2 separate regions of the Mus musculus genome follow, and region 2 is linked to region 1. A link is a contact called in public Hi-C data. All regions are on one chromosome and are shown on one strand. The core of a region is the stretch at or near the end of the contact, and the rest is flanking DNA. Distances in the headings are between cores, read along the strand shown. Region 1 overlaps Enpp3 (ectonucleotide pyrophosphatase/phosphodiesterase 3). Region 2 overlaps Akap7 (A kinase (PRKA) anchor protein 7).

Region 1 (5,611 bases), core at 55-2,554:
AACCTCCACTGTCTGAGCATGTATCAGGCATTTGGAGTAACATTTTACAACAACCCTGGGAGATAGGTTATTATCTCATTATGCCCACCACAAAAGTACAGTTCAGATAAGTAACCAGGCCAACCCAGGTGCTAAGCAAAGATCTGTAGTCTGCCTCCTCCACAGCTTTACTATTAAGAGCTCTCAAGATATAGTTTAAAAGAAAAAAAGACTCAAGAGCAAAAGTGCATATTTTACAGGCTAAATAACTAAAGAAATATTAGAGTTTTATTAAAAAGTATGTCTGCTTTGGCCTTTCCTAAGTCATACTGAAACTCTGTCCCCCAGGGTGATGGTGCTTGGAGGGATGGCCTTTACGAGATAATTTAGGTCATGAAGTAAAACTCTAATAAACGGGATTTGAACCTTAGAGGTGAGACCCCAGAGAGATTTTTATTGATGTCTGCTCTGCGAGGTAAGAATGAGACAGCATGGAATCTGCTGGCGCCTTGATGTTGGACTCAGTTTCCAGAACTCTGTGAAGTCAACTTCTGTTGCAAAGTCACCCCTCTATCTGTCTGGGCAGGAGCTGATGGCTTCTAGCATCTGTCTACATAACTGTATATCTATGTATCTACCTACCAGCCCACCTACCTGTATCATCTATTTCTATTTATGTGCAAGTTGTTAATATAACTCAACCAAAACAGCTTGACAATATCATTCATATACATGTATATACATATATATGTATATATAATAAAGTATTTTATATATATATTTGAACTGAGCATATGCAAGCTTTTTTTCTTATCATTCATCCCCAAACAATGTCCTATAATCACTATTCTTACAACATTTATGTTATATTGGATATTATAAGTAATTTAAAAATAATTTAAAGTTTTTGGGAGACATAGATGCCACATGCACATACAACACCTATTTATATAAAGGACTCCAGCATCCTCAGATGTGGGGTATCTACAAGAGGTCCAAAAATAATCCTCTATACATATTAAGAATGCCTGGATCCCTATCTACAAAAGGTTCAACTGAAGCATTAGGAATTCAATACATAATGGTCCTAATAATGCAGGGAAACACTTGTAAATTCTCTCTACAGACTTTACAACTGCGCGAGGTGGGTCCAAGTACTTCGGATGGAGAGATGGAAGCACAGTGAAAGGAAATGACTGGGCCCAGGTTAGGCACAGGACAGCCACAGAGGTCAGGTACAAGCCCAGCACTTTAGTCTGTTCATATCTTCGACAGGGACTAGCAGATGCACCCCAGCATTGTAACCCTAAGCCTAAGCCTAAGCCTAACCCTAAGCCTACTCTGCTCTTAGAACTCTGGGTTTGCTTGCTTGTTCCTCCTTTATATTGCCCATAAAATCTACATTCAAGAGTCTTGAATTCAGTCTGGGAAATCCAAGGGTGGTGTTGTGTATTGTTAGCTCTCACCATCACATTACTACCGACTCACCCTCGCCTTCGCTAAGATTTAGCCTTTGGTTTGCTTGCTCTTCTAGACCAGGCGTCTAGAAAAGAGAGAGAAGAGAACTGATAAGTCAGTGTTAAAAACAAAACAAAACAAATCAGAGGGATTTCTGCCCCATTGTGTGTGTGTGTGTGTGTGTGTGTGTGTGTGTGTGTGTGTGTGTGTGTTTGCAGAGATATTGTTAATGGGAACAAGCATCTTGACCATAGCTGGAATTAAATTGGGATGATTGCATCCCAATGCATCTCAGACTTTTCTGTGAATATAGCTTCCATAAGGACTTGTTAAAATTCACATTCTGACTGAGCAAGTCTGGGGTATGGCCTGAAATTAATTATGCACATCTTTCTGACTGAGAAGAGATATATAAGCAGGTTCTAAGACCACATTTTGAACAGCAAGAGGCACGCTTTACAGAGAGGGATGCTGGGATTGTATTCAGATAGACTAGGCTTGAAAAACCTTGACTAGTATATCTGACTTCTCTTGGGCCCCTTCTATCTCCACAATGTGGAACAAGTCACCCATTTTATGTTATTCATGATTTTTTATGGCAGCTCTACTGAGGCTATCTGGAACAGAATGTAGGAACTCTCGATCGGAAGTTAAATGCAAAGAGAAGAACACCACAACCCTAGGAGGAGATTTTCCTGTGGACGTGAGACGCTTCACTGGACTTTCTGTCCTCTAAAGTCTTCACCCACAGCAGTAAGGAGCAATTCCTACATGTACCTCTTACACTGTAAGTTCCTCTTCTGAGTCTTTGCCCTTGTGTCTCTTCCTAGCAGTGAAACTTAACCTTTTCAAGAGTCTCCTGGGATCTGAAGCCGTCCTTCTGGACTCAGCCCAGGGCTCAATCTGTTAAAAGGACTGGCTCAGCACACACTGCCATTTTTGCAGTGTTCCCTTGCCTCCTGCTGACTCTATACCACTGCTCAACAAATGCCATGCAGCACACACCACTGCGTGTGCCTAAAACCTGATTATAATCCCTGCCGCTTTGTTCTAAGTAGCTGAGGATGCTCGTCTGATTTTACTGTAAGAAAGGGGTTTAAAAGGGAACTTGAAGAGCACCAAGATTACTATTTTGAATGGTTAAAGAAAGTTCAACACACACACTTACTCGAATAGTGTACACACCATAATCTCTCACTTCCTGATAAAGTTCAGAGAAACCATATGCAATTACTCAGTAAGTAAGATGGCGCCTTTACATTCTTGTAAAGACATGAAATTGTCACTCACATTCTGTAGTGCAGGGCATGAGCAGTCTAGTGGGTCTGTAGGCAGGGGAGTAGTAAAACCACAGTCAGCAGGCGTTGACAACTCTCCTGCATGTGATGGCTTGTAAAACGGTGTCTTCAGAAGATGATTCAGACTGCCATGAGTACCGTTGTTTGGTGCTGGTTCAATGTGCAGAAGATCTGTTAAAAAAAAAAAATTCCATATAGCTTGGAAATGGAAGGCATCAATGAATGCCTTTGTGGGATATGAATGACAAAACCACCCACACTGTAATGCCTGCTATCAATTCTGCCGCCTGTAGATTTGTTTCCAGATGTGACTTAGCTGAGTTTCATTTCCCAAAGTCCTCAGCCTCTTGTCTGTCTACACTGGAACCATCTCCATGATGAATCTGCATGAACTTCTATTTCTCTAGAGAAAAGCTACATTGCTTAAATGATCACCTTGCCACCTAAGCATGCCATGAGTGTCAAGTATTAAGATGCTATCCTCTTTGTTGTTTGTTGGCATTGTTCAGACAGGCCCTCACTATGTAGCCATGGCTGGCTTGGAATTGGTTGTATAGACCAGGGTGGCCTGGAACTCCAGAGATCCACCTGCCTCTACCTCCCTAGTGCTGGGATTAAAAGGCATAAACCACAATACTTGTAATTACAAAACCGTGTTCTTTGGGCTTGAGAGATGACTCGATGGTTAGAAGCATTTGTTGCTCTTGCAGAAGACCCTAATTTAATTTTCAGCATCCATGTCACTGCTGTCATTACACACACACACACACACACACACACACACACACACACGGCATAATAAAAACATTAAAGCAGTAAATTTTATTCTTTATTTACAGAACATTTTCTATTCTTCCTATAAAAACAAATTATATTAAATATTTAATAGGCATTATCTTTTTAGAAGCTCTGAATGATAGCAGGGTCATATGAAACTATGCCTAACTGACACTTTTTGCTGGAGAGGGACTCTTTCTCAGGTCTAGTGAGAAACTAGCTTTGGTGAGACAAATAAGGGCAAACCATCTTTCCCTGAGGCACTGGGCGGGCGCCTACTGTCAAATCTATTCAAATCTATTAAAAATCACTATTAGTGTTGATAATAAACCCTTCACTTTCGTTGAAATGAACAAAGAATTAGGGAGGAAGGGGCCACACAGCTCCGGGTTAGCAGTGTTGGACCATCTGTTGCCGTCCTTTCTGCCTTGAACATAAGAACTCAATCTGACAGCACTTATCTCAAACACTCTGCAGATGCCCTTCCTGCCAAAGACTGGAGCAGATTCCCTGGGCTCCTGAAGGCAGAGCCGCATCCAAGGCTGTTTGAAGATACTTCCTAATGGACTTTGTGTAGTCCCAACCCGCAGTCATCCACACCTGGGTCAGAGAGGCGCCACTTCCCTTGCTATCTACCAGGGAGAACTCCATGACTAACTAGGTCAACAATTGGTAAGATGCACAAGTCTCAAAAATTGTGATTGGTTCTAAGAGGTAAGAGGGTATGTCTGTGCTTGGTCCAAACAACCCGCAGGCAACGCAGAGAATGGGCTGGGAGATATCTTCCTGCACTACCTCCCCTGATGTTACAGATTCAGGCCCAATGGAAAGGCTTGGCTTGCATGAATGGTCTTGTAGATCTATTGTCAGAACTGACGGTTGAGCTCGTAACACAAAGAAAGTGGCTGCAGAGACAATGGCGGAGACAGTGAAAAATTCCAGAAGTGACAGGATGGAAGTGAGTAGTCCCCCCCACACACACAAGGCTGCAAGCACCTCAAGGCAGGGGAGAGCCGTCAAGAAAGAGAGCTGAAGAAGGCAGCGGCAGTGGTACCCTACCTCCTGAGTGGCCTCTCTAGCTGAGTCCTGGCAGAAGCAGCCGCCCTGAATAGTCTGCCCCCAACCAAGCTGAAGAAGCAACCTGGTCAGAGACGATTAAGGGTGGTGGAGACAGGAAAAGGAGCACGCGGAGAGAGAGTGGGCAAACAATACTGAAGAAAGAGAGACGGCTGTGTGGAGCCAGAGAAGAGAACATTGGGCCTTGGCCGCCAAGTGAGTTCCAGGGGGCTGTAGCATCTCACAAGCTAGGGTCTCAAACCACGCCTGGTTGAGGACTGTAACATCCCTGTTGCCAAGGGCCATGAGGCTTAGTGCCCAAGGCCCGTGTGAGGACTGCAACACCAGAGGGCGCCACTCGCCTCTGTTTTGGCTTTGCTGCTGCTCTTCAAACTGTGGTAGAAACAGAAGCTCACTAGGAACCAGTGCTTGCCCAGCTGCTTCCTGCCTACCCAGAATTCCCATCTAGGTAGAGCAAGGGAACCCTCAGCTGCAGACAACTGACTGGCAGCATGGGAGAAACAAAGTTTGCTCGCTATAGGGCTCCCCATTAGAACAAAATGCACATCTCCTGGATGGAGCAAGACCTCGCCCAGTGCACAGACTTTGGACTACTGTCTCTCTCTGAGCTACCTCGATTCATTCCTAAAAGCTCTTTGTACCTTAAAGTCCCCAAGATACAGGTGGAGATATGAGCTGGAATCTGCTTTGTCTTCTCATGGCCAGTTTGAATGAACATGCTGCCCTCTACTGCCTTCTTCAACTTGATTTTTCTGTAGAGCATCCAGTATCACTAACCTTAGACTCCTGTGCAATAATATTGCTTAAGACCTCCGCGGGTCCTGTGATGGATTGTATATGCTTGGCCCGGGTGTGGCCTTGTTGAAGTAGGTGTGTCACTGTAGGTGTAGGTTTTAAGACCCTCATCCTAGCTGCCTGGAGGTTAGTGTTCTGCTAGTAGACTTCAGATGAAGATGTAGAACTCTCAGCTCTGCCTGCACCATGCCTGCCTGGACTCTGCCATGTTCCTGTCTTGATGATAA
Region 2 (5,110 bases), core at 1,627-4,126, 450 kb after region 1:
TGAACTATGCATAGTTAGGCCACTAGCACTGGAGTGAATGCTAGCAATACAGCTTAGCAAAGTTAGTCTGCTCTTAGAATCTCAGGAATGGGCTATTCCCTCTGGTTCCACAGACGGTTATAAAACAGTGTGTGTCTGATCTTCTGGGAACTGGGTGGAGGCTGTGGTAGACTGTCTCTAGATTCTCTGATATAGAACTTTCTCCTCTTTCTCTGCTACAGCTCTGTGAAGCTTCCTCATTCTGTCTGCCATATCAGAAACTCTACCCTTACCCATGAGTCCACCAATTATAGCTGTAGGGGCTGCTTCCTTTTCTAAAAGTGATACCCCTGAGATGCATCTCCTCATTGGCCCCTCCCACACCCTTTTTGCCTTCTTCCTCTGCAGTGAAAATCTGGAGTGACCCCCATCTTCCACCCACAGGGCTGCTTCCCAACCCAGAGACTTTTCATGCAGTCCTGTGATATATCCTAGCCTGTTCTGACCAGACTTGCACATAACTTGGTATCTATAATAACTTTCCAGTTTTACCTAGGATGCCGAGTATGTACTGGCATAGCAGCACACACCTGTAACTCTGGCACTGGGTGGGGCAGAGTTCCTTATAAGTTTGAAGCTAGCCTGGTCTACACAGTGATTCTCAGCCAGTCAGGAATAGCAATGAGATCCTGTGACAAAGCCACAAAGATTGTATGCCACAAAAATGGTTGTATGCACCATTTCCCTATTGTTGTCATAGTTGTGTGTATTGTAAGGTTTCTAAACTGCCACCACCTTTCTAGAAGAACCTGAGGACATTCCCTCTGTCACTGTCCTTCCATACATACAAGAAAGCCAGCTGGAGGTTCAAACCAAAACGAAAACCTCTCTCTCTAAAATGAACTCAGACTATTGATCAAAATTCTTACCATGTAGAGATTTCAGGACAGGAACAAAGAATGCTTGCCCCGTGATTAAACACAGAAGACATTATGTGATTTTTCTTGGGTTATAAAACAAGACAATTCATGTCACTTCAATTTTATTACAGAGATTCCCCCTCAGAGAGCAGTTGCTTTGGTGTCCCCTTCATATGTGATGTAAAGAGAGCCACCATTGGGCTGGGGCTGGACCTTAGTGGGTTGAGTGCACAGGCTCCATTCACAATGATAATGAAATATTTTATGCCCCCCCCAAAAAAAACCCTGTTACAGCTCAGACTGTGAATTTTCCTTTAACTTTAACATGGATAATAGCTTTTGGGGTCATTAAAAGATGACAAAGACTACACGAAAAAAGGAAACCTAATCTCTAGGGTTGTGTCTCCTACAATTACCAGTAGGTGTACTGTCTATCCTGCTGCCTTACAAGCAAGATTGCCTCTGCTAATCTACAGCCCTTTTCTGCCTAGCACACCTCTTAAAACACATACACACACAGTCATCAACCCCAACAAAACCACCACCAGTGTCTTGGGGATACTTCAGTATCACACCCAAAATTATTTCCAAATGTCCTTCTAGCATGTCAAGCCGAAATATAAAAGCTATGGCCTGGTGAGGTGGCTCAAGGCCACTTGCTGCTAAGCCTGATCACCGGAGTAGTTAGCTACCTGGAACCCACGTGGTGGAAAGAGAGGACAGACTCCTGTAAGTTGTCCTCTGATCTTCATATGTGTGTGTACACCATGACATTCATGTACTTACTTACACACGTGCACACACACAAACAAGTATAATAAAAAACAAATTTTTTTGTTTGTTTGTTTTTTTCAAGACAGGGTTTCTCTGTAGCCCTGGCTCTCCTGGATAAAGCCTTATGTTTCTCCTAGACACTAATGAGCACCCTCCAAGGTGATAGAAAGCTTACATCCTCGAAAACCAGTGGCATCCCTCACTCCTGACTTATCATCTGACCTGCCCATAACCACTTCTTACTAAACTCAGTCACCAGGGCCATCTTCCATTGGAACCCAGCAAATATTAGCCAAGTAAGAATCTTTGATATGCCGAGGGGAGTTCATGAATCTAGGGATACTGAGGTCGCCATCAGAAAGACCACTGGCTAAGAGAGCACTGGGAAGTCGCTCTTCACCTCTGAAAGACATTAACAGACACAGTAAATGTTATGCAAAGCAACCTCCCAAACTTCATGACAGATCTCTGGTGACGGTGCATTCTAAATTTCATTTACTTCCTTATACTGTTATAGGGTCCTTATATACACATGCTGAAATCACTGGTATACTTTACATGGCTCACTTAAATGTCCCTCTACCATAGTCATCATTCCTAACCGTTCTCTAGCACTGCTAATGCTTGCATGGACATCTTCATGCACAAAGAACTTCCTTATTAAGATTATTTATGATAATATCAGCAACAAAGGCATCTTGGTTAAAGAATACACATTTATATTTCATCTTACATCTGTGAGTGTTCTATCTTCGAGTACAGGTGTGCACCAAGTGTATGCCTGGAGTCTCTGGAGGTTCAGAGGAGGACAGCAGATCTCCTGGACCTGGAGTTTCAGATGTTGTGAGCCACCATGTGTGCTAGGGACTGGACCCGAGTCCTCTGCAAGAGCAACAAATGCTCCCAACTGCTGGGCCGTCTCTCCAGCCTCAGTAATATACCTTTTTGCAATGTTTTTCAATGCTGGATACATGGTTGACAACTTAAAGAGCTGTTCCAACTCTACAAGCCACTATTTATAATCCTTGCTGTCCCTGTACCAAGAACTGATTTAACAAATGTTGGTCTCAAATACTGTGACTGGCACTAGAGGCACTAGAGGCACTCCACTGTTCTAAAGGTCAGTCTAGGCTATCCTGAGAGCACTAGACCTCAGATTCTACATCAAAAATTAGTTCTCTAAGATGACAGCAAAGAACTGCTGACACGGTGATACGTTACTGCCCAGGAGGAGGTGTCCAATGGAAAGCAGCAGGCCAGGCACCTGGAGGGGTGGAAGGCGGAAGGGGGAAGGCGGAAGGCGGAAGGCGGAAGGATCTAAACAGGCAGTCAGAAGCCCCACCTTGTTGTGGTAACTCTCCAACCCACATATGCCCTGGCAATGAAAACACAACTCAGTTAATATGATTACATGCTGTGTGCCTAGATTAGAGAGATCTACCACTACACTATCATCTTCCACATCTATGAGACCCTTTAGAAATTGCGGTTTCTCCAGGCCATGTGCTTCTGCTCAGCTTTTCTTCTTCTTCCTCCTCCTCTGCATCCTCTCCCTCTTCCATTTTCTCCTTCTCTCTCCTCACCTTCCACTCCAACTTCCCTTTTATCTGCCCAATCCTCAGCTTTCCTTTATTTTACAAATTAAGCAGGTTTACAGGAAATCACCTGAGGGCTGAAGAATTCCATGTTCACAACCACTCACAGGAGAACAGAATTAACATCAGATATAATTAGCCCCAGGGCTCTCCACAACAGCACCTTTATGTAAACTTTCAGTTCTCTGTGATCAACCACACTTTAAAAGTATTGAATAGAAAATTTGAGAAATAGCTTCCCTGGTGATACACACCCACAATTCTGGGAGACAGAGGAGGAGAAGGAGGAGGAGAAGGAGAAGGAGGAGGAGGACCAAGAATTGAAGGCCAGCCTGGGCAACTTAAGGAGGCCTCATCATAAAAGGAGGCTGACAGTGGGCACTAGAACCCAGTGAAAGATATTCCAGAGAGAGAGAACGTACCAGTCTTGAATTATGCACCTTTCTGAGCAGCATGAGACCCTCTGCTACCCGGCCCCACCCAGGATGGGAATCAACCCTTTACCAACAGAGTCACACTAACTACAGGGAGCTCCCCGTAGCCACTCGGTCACCACATCTGAGATCAGACCGGTTGTCTCGGCATCACAGAATTTAAGTAATTCTTACATTTACATAATAAAGGCCCCAAAGTGCACAGGGCTGATGCTGGCATTTGATGTATCGAAGATAAACCCCTCTGAGTGAGTAAGCACACATGTGGGGATGAGAACACATACAGTGATGAGTGGTGGCTGTGCTGTCAGGCACTTACTGGGGGCCTTGTTGCATCTCCTCCATGGAGAACAGAGAGGATGCGGTAATTTGTTCTCCGTAGATTCAGCCTTCTAATCTAAACAGAATGCAACCTGGTTTCAAGTTCATACATCATTCGAGCAGAAACCTTCCATCTTGATTACCAGCCTAGGTCAAAGCAACCGTCCCCAGCACGTAATCGCTACCAAATCATGGCTTCTAATAGATGCTCCCCATATTTATAAATGAACTTGGGTGACCTGCAGTTGGCCGGTGAGAGGGAAGAACATGAGACTGAAAATAGACACAGAGACAGGAATTAGAACTCGAGGACGCAACCTCGCTTAAAGCATTTAAACCTGAGTGCCACATCCCTTCCCTCTGGGGGAGACGAGGGAGTCGATTCTACGCAGCTAACTGCCAAGAAACCACATGCAGACAGTCTGAAAGGCTGAAATCCAGAACCTGGGCAATTAAACATCCATTTGGTGAACGTCGCTGGGTGCTCCCATTGCAAGTTGATATCGTAAAGACAAAGCAGCATTTATAATAGGGGAATTACCTTCACAACCGAGTTTTCACTCTGGGGTTAAGTGGGAAACCACTTGGAAGACGACGATCCATTGACAGCAAAACAAGAAAGATAGTGAGTGAGAAGCAAACAGTCTATAGGCTCTGCGGGCTGCCACTCAGGGCTGCAAAGACTAGTACTTACATAGTCATTTTACCAAATGAATTTTTGTAATCATGCCTCATGGTCACGTTAATCAATTGTTCACATAACTATCAACAATAGGCAAGATATCTTTTTGAGGGCGTCTTTAACAACAGTTTGTAGACAGCACATAAGCACAGGATAGATCACTCAAACCCATGCTTAAAGAACAAAAAAAAAAAACAGTTCTGAGAACAGAACATGCTAAATTGGGCGGGGCGGGGCGGGGCGGGGGCGGGGAGAGGTTGCTACTTACTAATAAGCATGACCTTCTTCATAAAGCTGCAAACAAGCCTTAACAAGGGCAGAGGAGAACGCGGGGCTGGGAGTGGACACTGATCTGTACGCTCATCTCAGAAATTCTGCTATAACAGAAGTCAGCTGGTGAGTTAA

What was found. A called contact is a pair of places that touch in the nucleus more often than the background predicts.
Region 2: a contact with region 1 is called in a Hi-C map of the G1E-ER4 cell line, with 3 times the contacts expected there. The contact joins two enhancer-like sites. A contact is called at or near these places in 24 of 484 Hi-C or Micro-C datasets (B cells, the Ba/F3 cell line, CD8 T cells and 11 more), 4 of 115 datasets of contacts at active chromatin or transcription factors (embryonic stem cells, extraembryonic endoderm stem cells and trophoblast stem cells) and 2 of 9 other capture datasets (embryonic stem cells and liver).

The regions. Positions count from the first base shown.
Region 1 is chr10:24,784,992-24,790,602 of GRCm38.p6, forward strand. It overlaps Enpp3 (ectonucleotide pyrophosphatase/phosphodiesterase 3), which reads right to left. Exons shown (of 25, transcript NM_134005.2): 18 at 2,728-2,906; 19 at 1,468-1,522. Among named protein-coding and RNA genes, the nearest start is that of Enpp3, 48 kb to the right of the region's middle. Within about 2 kb of position 1,305, at least 9 of the 459 cell types and tissues checked have an H3K27ac peak or open chromatin away from gene starts, as enhancers often do. A contact at or near this core is called in the G1E-ER4 cell line, where this site is marked.
Region 2 is chr10:25,234,070-25,239,179 of GRCm38.p6, forward strand. The region is part of intron 6 of Akap7 (A kinase (PRKA) anchor protein 7); the gene reads right to left. Among named protein-coding and RNA genes, the nearest start is that of Gm25016, 30 kb to the right of the region's middle. Within about 2 kb of position 2,877, at least 5 of the 459 cell types and tissues checked have an H3K27ac peak or open chromatin away from gene starts, as enhancers often do. A contact at or near this core is called in the G1E-ER4 cell line, where this site is marked.